Linked DNA regions of Mus musculus: regions 2 and 3 are each linked to region 1. Evidence: chromatin contacts called from public promoter capture Hi-C data. All regions are on one chromosome and are shown on one strand. The core of a region is the stretch at or near the end of the contact, and the rest is flanking DNA. Distances in the headings are between cores, read along the strand shown. Region 1 holds the start of 2810459M11Rik (RIKEN cDNA 2810459M11 gene). Region 2 holds the start of Ecel1 (endothelin converting enzyme-like 1). Region 3 holds the start of Neu2 (neuraminidase 2).

Region 1 (3,566 bases), core at 837-3,336:
CAGATAAAGTGACTACATCACTGGCCTGGTGGTGCAACTCCATCCGTCATCCATCTCTAAACAGAAGACTTTTCCCACCCAGGTCCCAACCTCTGCTTTCAGCATCCCAGCACTCTTCCAGGGAATTCAAGAATCAGTCTGCAAAGACAAAAGCCCCATTACTGAGAACCAGACAAACCATATGGTGCCTTCCTCCAAGTACTGGTAGACAACTAGACAAAGAGACTTAGGGAAGGGAGCTTCTTGACCACCTTTGACTGCTTCATGCATACAGTAGGGACCCAAGAAAGATTCATTTTATGAATGTGCAAAACTCTCCAGGATGCTGGAGCATAATTATAAGGAGTTGGGAACAAGGTATTTTAAAAGAGGGGATTGGGGCTTTATGGTGAGGCCAGGGCTGGGCAGTAAAATGTCTTGACAACAACACCCTTTGGGCCAATTATTATGTAGTGGATGGATGGAGAAATAAAGAGAAGATACAAGCCCCAGAGGCTATTTGAATTTAACTTCATGTTAAATAGCATGTAAAAAGCATTTGTATCAACTCCAGTGTGCAGTAATAGCCACATGTGCCTTAGGGCAACTGCATTTGAACAGGGCAGGAAAACAGTTCGCAGAATGTTCTTTTGGACAAAACTGGTAGGACGTATGTTCCTGCTTCTGACCTGGATTTTAGACAAATAGTCATAGATGCATATACATGTACACACCTTACACCTATAGACCAACACCAGAGCACGCCAGCATCCCATGTCCACTTCTAGATCAGTGGCTCTCAACCTTCCTAACTCTGCAAGCCTTTAATACAGGGCCTCAAGTTGTGGTGACTCCCAACCAAAAAGTTAGTCTCATTGCTACTCCATAGCTATCACTCTGCTAGTATTGTGCATCATAATGTAACTGGCTTTTCTGAAGGGGTCACAAGGGACGGGTTGCTCTAGACTTGTTCTAGATTCTGGCCCATGGGGAACAACAGCCTCACATGACATCAGGTGGTACCCAAATGCAACAAGTGTTTGTGGAAAGGATGATCTTGATCCATTTGGAGGAAGTATTGGAGGCTGAAGAGAAGTGGTAGAGGAGGTCCCCTGGGTGATGGTTAATTCTAATTATCAAGGAAACACAACCCAGAATCACCTGGGGAGAGAGTCTCAAAAGGGGACAGTCTAGGTCAGCTTGCCCCGTGAGCAGGTCTGGGAATGGCCAGGATTATCTTGATCACCTTAACTGATGAGGGAAGACCCAGCCTGAAGGGTGTGACACCCTTCATTGGTGTGATTGTACAAAAATATTCCTATCTCTTCACTCATGGGTGTGGGTGTGTTGTGGCCAGCTGTCTGGAAGCTCCTGCCTCTGTGACTTCCCTGCAGTGATGGCTACAACCAGGAACTGTGAGCTAAAATAAGCCCTTTCTTCTCTTCCCTAAACTGTTTGGTGTTAAGGTATTTTTATCACAGCGACAGAGTTGAAGCTAGGATGTTATGCTTCCCATCTCTCTCCCGTTCTCACTCACTCTTCTGCTCCAACTGGGCTCCAAAGCTTACACCACTGGAAAAGCAGGCCCTGACGCCAAACCCTGTAGGACTACTCCGAAATAGCTCCAGAAGTTAGAAATGGTGGTACAGACTGTAATCCTAAACTGAAGCTAAAGGGTCTCCAGATTCTAGGCTAGGATGGTGAGATCGTGTCTCAGGAGAAAGAAAGAAAAAAAAAATCTGAGAGATGGTTTACCGATTAAGAGCACTGACTGCTTTTGCAGAGGACCTGGATTGGGTTCCCAGTACCCATGTAGTTGATTATAAACATTCACAACTCCAGATCCAGGAGATCAGACGCTGGTACTAGTGCAGATGCATTTAAGCAAAATATCCATACACATAAAACAAATAAAACGCATAAACAAACAAAACCATCTTACCCTAAGAGGGTACATTAGTCAGGTTAATAATGTCCACTCATCCTCAGTCCCCCACAAGAGCCTGTACTTTCTAGATGTCCTAAATGCTTAGTAGTCCTAAACTACTGAGTGTGTTACTGGGTATCTAAATGAACGAATGAGTGAATGATAAATTCAGTGCGGCGGGACAGGAGTGCGCAGGGGGTCTGGGCGGCTCGGCCCTCGGGGGCGTGTCGGCCGAGGCAGCGGCGGAGCTCCCAGCTCGGCGCAGGAGGCGGCGGCCAGCATGGAGAGCGAGCTGGAGGCGCTGGCCCCGCGGCCCGCGAGCCCGGCGGAGCCACCCTTCCAGGCGTTGGTGGAGGCGGCGGGTGGCCGCGGGCAGGTGCTGCTGGTGGGCGAGCTGTGGGAGCGCGAGCAGAGCCGCGCGCTGCTGAGGGACTTCGCCGGTGCCGTGTTCCCGCCGGAGTCCGCGCCGGGCAAGCCGGGCTGCGCAGAGGCCGAGAGCGCGGGCACCGCGGCGGCCACCGAGTCGCACGGGGCTCCGGGGGCGAAGGCGGAGCGAGCCATTCGCTCGCCGCTCGTTTTCGTGCTGTGCCGCGTCGGATCGCTGACCTCCCGGGAGTCGCGGCGCCGCCTGCGGGAGATGCTGCGGGACGTGCGCGACCGGAGGTGTGAGGGCGCCGCGCTGGTCGGAGTGCTGGTGGCCGACACGGGTGCGGATGACGCGAGGGCGCCCGAACTGCAGCTGCTCGAGACGCTGCTGCGCACGGTGTTCGGCCGCCAGGTCGGGGGCCCGGTGCAAGCAGCAGCCTTTCGTCCCGGCTGTCCCGCCTCCAGCCTGGCGGTCCAGGAGGCGGCCTGCAGAGCCCTGCAAGCTGCGGGGCCGGGACGACCAGGTGAGGCTGCGTGTGGGGTCAGGCTGGGCACTGGGGAAGGCGTCCCTTTAGACCGGTTGAACCCGTTTAGGCCACCCAACTCTGTTGAGGTAAACTGAGGCCCGGTGCTGGGAGGTCCCCAGCACAAGGCTTCTCAGCCTAAGGTGGACATGCTCTGGACATGGAATTGAGTCTGTCTGGCCAGATCCTGACTGCACATGAGATCGGGGGTGGGGTATCTGAGGGTACAACTGGTGGGAAGTGGGTAAGAAGTAGAGTTGAACTGCTCTAAACAACAACAATGTAGGAGTTGGAAACTGGGATAGAAGATGCAAAAATTTGGGTGGTGTGCGTGGGAAGAACTGAGTCTGGGGGGCGGGGTGACTGTAGCTTTAGGACAAGTTTGTCCTGGTAGGATTGTCCTCAGAGCTTTAGGAGAGGGGGAGCTATACAGGAGGCTCGGTGTGGAAGGGAGGAAGGCAATCGAAGTTCCTGGCAAAAACACAGAATAGGTGCCAGGGACGTATCCGGAAGGGTGTGAGGGACCGAGACCGTGACGACCTCAGTTATTCCTGGTAGCCACCGATCGCTGGCTGCTTCCGCCAGGTTTTCCTTCCACGCTCTATTCTAAAGTGTAGAGATGGTGTGAGCGCTTTTAGTCGGAGACTGCTCCGTCATGGGATCAGACGTCCCAAGGCAGCGTGTTTTGCTGCAAAGTACTGGGATTAAAAAGAAGGTCCTAAGTGGAGCCCTGACAAACGCTAGGAAAGCTTTCCACCGCTCAACTCACT
Region 2 (3,792 bases), core at 724-3,223, 1.1 Mb after region 1:
ATTGTCGTGGGGCGGAAAGGCGGAGGGGGGGGGACACTCACGCGGATGACGTAGCGCGAGGAGTTCCTGTCGTCCAGGCTGACTGTAAGCGAGAAGAGCGCGGCCGCGCTGTACACACCCTGTGCCTTGTACAGCAGTCGGTTGAGGTCCCAGCGAGCCGCCCCGGGGCGATCGGCCGCGCCGCCCAGGTCCCAGCCGCCGCAGTCCTCGATGACCTCGAGCATGGGCCGCGGCCCGAGCCTCTCGATCTCGCGCATGTCGAGGCACGAGCGGAAGAAGGCGCGCACCTTGCGCTGCGCAGCGCCGCCGGGGCCTCCGGTGGGTCTCGCCAGCAGGCGCCGCAGACGCTCCTCGTTCTGCTCTCCGATGGCCGCGATCGTGCCGTAGGTGAGCTTGTCGTCGGGGATAGCGTGGCGCCGCAGCCAGCCTCCGCACGCGAACGAGTAGAAGTCCTGGCACGGGTCGATGCTGGCGTCCAGGTTGGCAGACAGAAAGCGGGCGGCGCGTGCAAAGGCCTTGCGCTCGGGGCAGCCCTCGGGACAGGCTCCGCCACCGCCCGCCGCTCCCGGGCCCAGGTATTTGAGCGCCAGCATGGCCGCCAGGATGGCGCAGAGGCCGGCAGCAAACACCAACCCCGACAGCAGGCACACCTCGCGTCGATTCCAGCGGGGCAGCCCAGACCTGGACCCGCTAGCACTGCGCCCTGAGCCCCTCGGGAAGCCTGGAGGCAGTGAGGTCCCTCGAGCGCCCCCGGTGCCACACCGGCTCACATACTTGACTTCCTGGAACTCGTCGTAGTGCGCTGTCATGGAATACGGGGCCTCCATTGTGCCGAGGCTTTGGCTGCAGACCCCTTGTTTGGTCGATTATAGGCTGCTTCTGTCTGCGGGCTTTCTGGTCGGAGCCCACATGGCCCTCGGTCGCAGCTGTAGGAAGGGAACATTAGCAGGCTCAGAGAGGCCCTGGAAAGTGAGGGGACCCAGAAAACAAAGGGTGGGAGTTAGTTTAAGAAGATGGAGGCCACCTGTGATCCACAACCAAGGATCCCACTTCACTCCGTCAACCAAGAAAGAAGGGTTCAGTTGCCAGCAGCTCTTACTGGAATAGTAGCCTTTAACCTGCCTACCCAGGTCTCCACAAGCTCACCACAGAGTAAGGATGCTCGGACACAAAACCAAAGAGCACCGGGCACAAAGTGGGGGCTTCACTGACAACCTGTTTCCCTTGTCTTTGCCTTTCTTGCCCATCATCCTCTCCAGACAAGCCAGGTGGGGGAGGGGGAAGCAGAGGCCGGAGAAAGGAGGTGTGGTCAGGGGCGCCTCTCTGCGGACCCTGAAGCCTCCTTCAGTTCTCCGAACTAAAAGCGACCAGACACCCAAACTTCGTCCTCGGGGAAGTCTGCAGGACCACTCTCAAGCCACCCTCTGGCTGTTTCTCTTCAATGGCTCCAAAGCCCACAAGTCCCTTCCCCAAGCAGCAGCCCTCTCCATTCCCCATCTTTCCCCCACCCGACTCCCCAACCCCGACGGCCCAGATGGAAAACCAGAGACTGGTTTCATCATTTGCCACCCATCAACGCCCCGGGCCATCCCTGTCGTCAACAGGTTCTCCCCAGAATCCAAAGTTGGGAGAAGTTTCACCCCCTTTGCTGCGCCAGCCCTGAGCTCAATCTCTTGCGTCGCGCGGCGCAGTCAGCGGAGCTTGAGAGCCGAGTCCTGGAGTCGCAGCCGCAGCCGCAGCTGGAGCCAGAGCCGGGAGGACAGAGACAAAGCCGAGAAGCTCGGCTCGGCAGCCGCGGTGGCCTCGGAGGTGGCTGTGATGATGTCCTCGGAGGCGGCGGGCCCGAATGACACTTACCCGGCAGGTGCGCGTCTGGGCCGGGCGAGGACCGAGGGAGGGGTCGGGAGCAAATCCCGGCCTCAGCCGGAGAGGAGCTGGGCTGGCTGCGGCTCTCTTCGTGCGCCCGCCGCCTCTGCCGCCGCGCCGCGCCGCCCGCCAGCCCCGAAGGAGGGGGCGCGCCGGCGGCTCCACCCTCCTTCTCCCGCCCCCTGCACCCCTCCTTCTCTCTGCTTCCCTCTGGGCTACCTGTCAGCTCCAGCAGTGCGGAGGTGGGGATGGCGACCGCGGAGATAACGCTCCTGAGAGTGATGCACCAGCTTCTGGCTCCAGGACTCCGGAGTCCAGATCTGTCCCGGGAGGAGGAAGCACGGTCCCTTCTGATGAGCCACTTGGAGCCACCTACCAGTCTGCGGTAAAGGGACTGAAGCTGGAGATCTGGAGGCCAGAGGGAAGTCTGGGCCGAGCCCACAGAAGCTCAGCCCAGGGAGGACTCCAATGGGCAGGTGAAGAGCCTGTATCTGGACCAGCACTCTGCCAGGCGCCATCAGCACCAAGACTTCTTTGTCCTTTTAACTCCTGCTTGCCCCATCTGGGTTCTGGTTGGTACAAGACCCTTTACCTAGCTCTCCTGGGGAGGTTGCAAGTAGAGGCTGAGGCTGTGGCCTCCTCAACCTTAGGTTTTCCTGACATCATTGGCAGGAAGTCCCAGACCCACATAGAAAGGCCTAGAAAAGGATGGTAGGGTGGGGAGAGGGAGGAATCTTGCTCCACTTCCCTCACGGGACTACACAGGGTGAGTTTGTCCAGTCTTCCACCCATTCCGGTTGGCTGAACTAGCTTTTTAAATGTTGGGGACCTCGCTCCTTCCAAGAGACAGAATCATCTTTACCTCTCCACTGTACCCACAAGGTGAAGCCCACACGTGACAGAGACCTGGGAGCTTTCTGAAGGACTGCTACTGTTTCAGGAATCTGCTTTCTCTGCCTCGACTTACCCATCTCTTCTGGTATCCCCAGCAAAGGACCACACAGCCCCAGCAATCCCAACCTTGTGGCTCCAGCCTGCAGCCCTGGCCTAAGCAATGTTTCAGACATTGGTGAAGACCGATGTGATAGAACCCATGTTGAGGTGGGACTGCGGAGAGCGACCACCATCCCGTCGCCATCCCCTCCGGATGTTCTTCATCGTCAGCTACCCAGTCACTAGCCTTTAGTGGCCACCTCTACCACTTTCCTGCCTGTCCAGTCTGTCCATTTCTAAGTCCCACTCACAGGACTGTCTTTCATTCTGACCATCCTAAGGTCCTCTCCTGCCCCATGCATTCTTCTCAGGTCCAATTAATTCTACTGAGGAGCGATGGAATTACGCAAAAATGCCGTGTTTCCGTGAGGGGGGAGGGGAGGGCAGGGCGGTGGCAGAGTGGCTCTTTGTGCTTTTAATCTGCATTTTCCCCTCAACATTCCATCTCCTGGAGGATAATTTTCCAGCCTTTTCAGGCCCTGATTGGTATCATTTCTCCGGCAATGACAGCTTTTATTTTCCCCGAAATGAATGCCGTGAAATTTCCAAGAAATATAAAAATGGATATTGTCTCAAGGAGCCGACTACTCCGACAGCAAGGCACAGAGGCAAACCTGCTTCCCCGGGGACTTTCCTCTGCATCCACAGGAGGATAGGGACCCTGGTCCTCAGTCCCTTTATTTGCTTCTCTCCTCTGGGGTCAGTCCTTGGAGCTCTTCTTCTGGTCACCACTCACACACTCAACTACCATTGATCCATTCATCTGTCTCCCGGCCAGGCTGGCCAGGCGGATTGGGCCTCCCCAGCTGCCTGTTCTGTTCAACACCTTATACTTCACACTGAACCCTGAGTGCTGAAATAAGCTTAGAATTGGGTCCTTTGACCATTAGGCCCTTGTCACCTTGACATGTCCTGTGGTCAGGCTGTCCATAG
Region 3 (3,803 bases), core at 1,148-3,647, 1.5 Mb after region 1:
CAGCAGCTGATAGCCTAAGGTAACTCAGCCTTACGTATAATCCACAACCATCTCCCTTCAGAGTTTCAGCCTATCATGATGGAGAGCTTCAGGGGACACTTACTTAGCCAGTTAGCAGGTGTGCCTCCCTGACTTAAGATCCTGAGAATCAGGAGATCTCCCAAGCTCCCACCCTCAGCTCAGGTCCCCGGCTACAGTTTCCTCTTTTATGTTGTCCAGATAAATAGGCTAAGAAAGCCTACTCTCTCCCAATGCTGAGTTATACTCCTACATCCAAAGAGATCCCCACTTCTGGAGACTCTCTATCCAGAGTTACCCTCCTTAGATAATGTACCAGCAAATCATTTGGGAACTCTTTAAGGATCTAGATAGTGGGTACTTCAAGCTATAGTCTATGGTAGACACCATGACTAATGCATGTGGTTCCTGGCAAAGAGGTGAAAGTGACAAAGGCACACAGTCAGCCTGCTGCATCTACAGCTGAAGGGTGTATCTCCTGGGATGACATTGTCCGCATGTACAGAGCCTACTTCCTAAGTCTGTGAGTCCCATGGATAGGAGCACTTCTCCACCTTTCCCTTACTTCAGCAATCCTATTCACCAAGAATTCTTTACAGAGGCTTCTGCTTCCCCCAGGAACTTCCTGTTCTAGTCATTAAGATCCCAACCCCTCATCCCTAGGAACTTGAAACACTTAGCTAGAGTGAGAGCGGGAACAAGTGCTCACAGTCAACCCATCAGCTATTTCACCAACAGAAGCTCACCATGGGACATTCTTTAAAAGACCTCTCATTAATGTTCAAACTCACTGTGGTATCCCTGGCAGTGGGGCCACAGGGACTGCTGCTACCGTTAGGAAACAGGACAGGCTGGGTGTCTCCCTATCCTGGGGACCATGTCCATGAAAATCTGTGGTTGTTCAAAGAGTGGCCTGAGAGTGTGGTTGAGGAAGATGGCCTATTGTCCATTTTCATTGTCCAGGATGCTGGAGTCTCCAAGGAGACTCTGGCTTCTCCTTTCTGAGACTAAGTAACATCAAATGTGGGCCAAGATGAAGAAAGGGGGAGGGGAAAGGAAAACACAGTGGGGGGACCCAACCAGAGCCTTAATGTCTCTCTGCATTAAGACAGCCATTTCTCTCAAGGCAACAAGACATTGGTCACTAGCTGAGATAGCAGAGTAGCCAAAACTACAGGAATCCCAAGTCCAGCTCCCTGCAGCTGATGGCTTCGTGAATATCCCACATATTGGTCAAGACAGGAAATAAGAACCTTCTATTGCTATATCCAGCTGAGTTTTCTCAACCGAGTCACAACATACTCTGGCTTCTTGGCCACCAAGCACACAAATCTGGAGGGTTCTGAGGGTAGGGTCTTTTGTCCTGAAATGGTCCCTGAGCAGGAGGAGCAACATCAGTGGGGCAGCAACACAGGGGCTGTTACTCCATAGCTGTGAAGTCTCCTCCCTAGAGCACACCTTAACCCTGAGGTTTGAGCCAACAGCACACGGAAATCACAGCACTTCACAGTCTACACATACATTTACAACCAGGGCGAGCACCATGGGGAGTGAGTGCCCTGGTCTTGGAGGGCTCTGCAGTTACTTTAACATGAGGCTTCTGCCTCTCTCTGATTCTTTATCGGTTTTTGGCAAGAGGCCCTGCACGTTCCTGTTGCACAGGGCCCTGTAAGTTATTGACCTGTCCTTTGCAGTACATTGTCTCCCTAGTCTCCACAGCTGGAGGTATAGGAGCTGGAAAGAGGGGTCACCCTGCTTCGTGCTTCACAGATGTTGAAACACGCTGGGCTGGGAGAATCACTAAGCCAAGATGGGCTGGGAGCTCACAGGCATAGCCAGGACCTCATAGGTACTGCTGGAATCTTGCAAGGGTAGCCAAGTTCTCCTTCCCATGGACAGTCTGGCTGCCTTCTCTTTCCTAGTTCTTCTCAATCAATGCTTGCAACACTCTGCACTTCCCCAGCAGTGACCTCTCTTCTACGGTTTCCTTGATCTCATTTCATTAAAAAATAAGATAAAATAAACATATATTTTGCTCACCTGCCAGCCAGAAGTTCCTGGGTGTTAGGCCCCCTCATAAGTGCTTCAGTTTCTTCCTTTCCCATCCACGGTCCTGTCCGGGCACCTCAGTGCAGGTCTGTGTGTCCCCCACATAAGCACACAAGCTCCCTACCTGTCCCTGAGTACTATAGCCTGGAAAAGCCTCCCTGGGAAACATTCCTGACCTTCAGACCTGCCTCCCTATAGCTGGCCCCATTCCTGGGACAGGCACTTCCTGTCTGGGTGTTTACCTTGCTGGGTGCCCTGCACCTAGGCAGGGAGCCAGACACACCTCCCTAGGAGCCAGGCAAAAGGGGAGGTGCCACTGAGGTGCAGGTTGACATGACCCAAACGGCCCCTGGCTGCAAGGTAATATCGGAAGTTGACTAAGAATGGACGCCCCACCACTGACTGACCCGCCCCCTGAGTCTGAGATTGGGTAAGTGTTTATGATCCTCTTGGGTTCTGGTCACTTTTGTGTTAGTATGTGTACACGTGCACACACACGTGGAAGTCAGAGGTGAACACCAGGTCTCTCTCTTATTGTTTTCTGTTTTTCTTATGGAACCCAGGGCTCACTAATTGGCCAGGCTACCTGATCGGCCATCCTCCGAATCTTACCTGCACCCTCCCCTCCTGTCTCAAACTTCCCCTGTGGGGGTTAAAGGAGCACGCCACTGTGCCCCTTTTTTATGTGACAGTTGTGAATCTTCTCAAGTCCCAGTGCACATATGCCAAGCGGTTTGCCAACTAAGCCAGCACTTTTAATCACTGCTTTACATGGCCGTCAGGGCTCAGCTTGACAGCTCCCAGGCAGGGGACACCAGCTGCTCTATTCGAGAGGTCTTAATCAATTGTTACTATTACAGTGAATTATGATTAGTGACGGCTTCCTTCTGCCTGGTGCTTACTGCGTGGCAGGCACTGAACTAAGCAGATTGCATAACCTCTCTGTGTAGCCCTGAGCCCTCACTACAAGTTGAGAATCAGGTGCATTTTAAAGATACATATGTTCATAGATCATCTTGCCCAAGGCCACATAGATAGTAAGCTGCTCCAAGATTGAAACCCATCCTAGCTGGTACCAAAACCTTGCCTCTTAACCCATTGCTTTCATTTCTCAATGCTAATAGCTACACTGCCCATATTTATGTAAGCCTCCGATGAGCTATTGTTTTTTGTGACCTACCGCTGGTAATAAATTAACCCAACCGGTACTGCCAAGAAGCAGGGCATACTTATACTCTAGGTTTCTGTGAGTCAGGAATCTGGGCAGGGCTTGGCCGCGTTCTTTGTTCAGGGGCTCTCACTGGCTGGAGGCAAGGTGGCTGAGGGCCAGAACGCCTCTTTACAAGGCTGTGTGGAGAAGGCACACAGGCCTCCTGGGTTGTTGGCAGGCCTGCACGCCTCCTTGGGGATTGCTGGACTGAGGGCCTTGTTTCCTGCTGGTCATGGCTGGGCAGCTTGCTCTGTTTTGTTTGTTTGCCTCTCTGCCATGACACCTTGCTTCATTGAGGCTGCAGAAGATTCCAGAGATCTCTCTCTTCAAGGACATGGCTGTGTGATGCGCTCCACGTGAGCACGCTCAGCTATGGAAGTCAGATGTCTTCCTTGAAGAATCTCCACTTTATTTATTGAGGCAGGGTCAGTCATTAGACCTGGAACTAGTCAAATCCAGCTAGTCTAGCTAGCTAGCTTACTGTGAGGATCACCGCCTCTGCCCGCTGAGTGCTGGGAACAGCCAG

What was found. Promoter capture Hi-C pulls out the DNA fragments that hold promoters and counts their contacts.
Region 2: a promoter capture Hi-C map of embryonic stem cells shows a contact between it and region 1. The contact joins the promoter of Ecel1 here to the promoter of 2810459M11Rik in region 1. A contact is called at or near these places in 2 of 39 promoter capture datasets (embryonic stem cells and pre-B cells) and 1 of 484 Hi-C or Micro-C datasets (embryonic stem cells).
Region 3: a promoter capture Hi-C map of liver shows a contact between it and region 1, with 2.8 times the contacts expected there. The contact joins the promoter of Neu2 here to the promoter of 2810459M11Rik in region 1. A contact is called at or near these places in 1 of 39 promoter capture datasets (liver) and 1 of 9 other capture datasets (liver).

The regions. Positions count from the first base shown.
Region 1 is chr1:86,043,777-86,047,342 of GRCm38.p6, forward strand. It overlaps 2810459M11Rik (RIKEN cDNA 2810459M11 gene), which reads left to right and starts at 2,087. Exons shown (of 3, transcript NM_001144993.1): 1 at 2,087-2,796. The coding sequence starts at 2,187.
Region 2 is chr1:87,154,163-87,157,954 of GRCm38.p6, forward strand. It overlaps Ecel1 (endothelin converting enzyme-like 1), which reads right to left and starts at 1,974. Exons shown (of 18, transcript NM_001277925.1): 1 at 1,858-1,974; 2 at 42-926. The coding sequence starts at 827. The region is part of intron 3 of Gm33292 (a long non-coding RNA gene); the gene reads left to right.
Region 3 is chr1:87,571,630-87,575,432 of GRCm38.p6, forward strand. It overlaps Neu2 (neuraminidase 2), which reads left to right and starts at 2,398. Exons shown (of 4, transcript NM_001160163.1): 1 at 2,398-2,497. It also overlaps a transcript of Ngef not described here.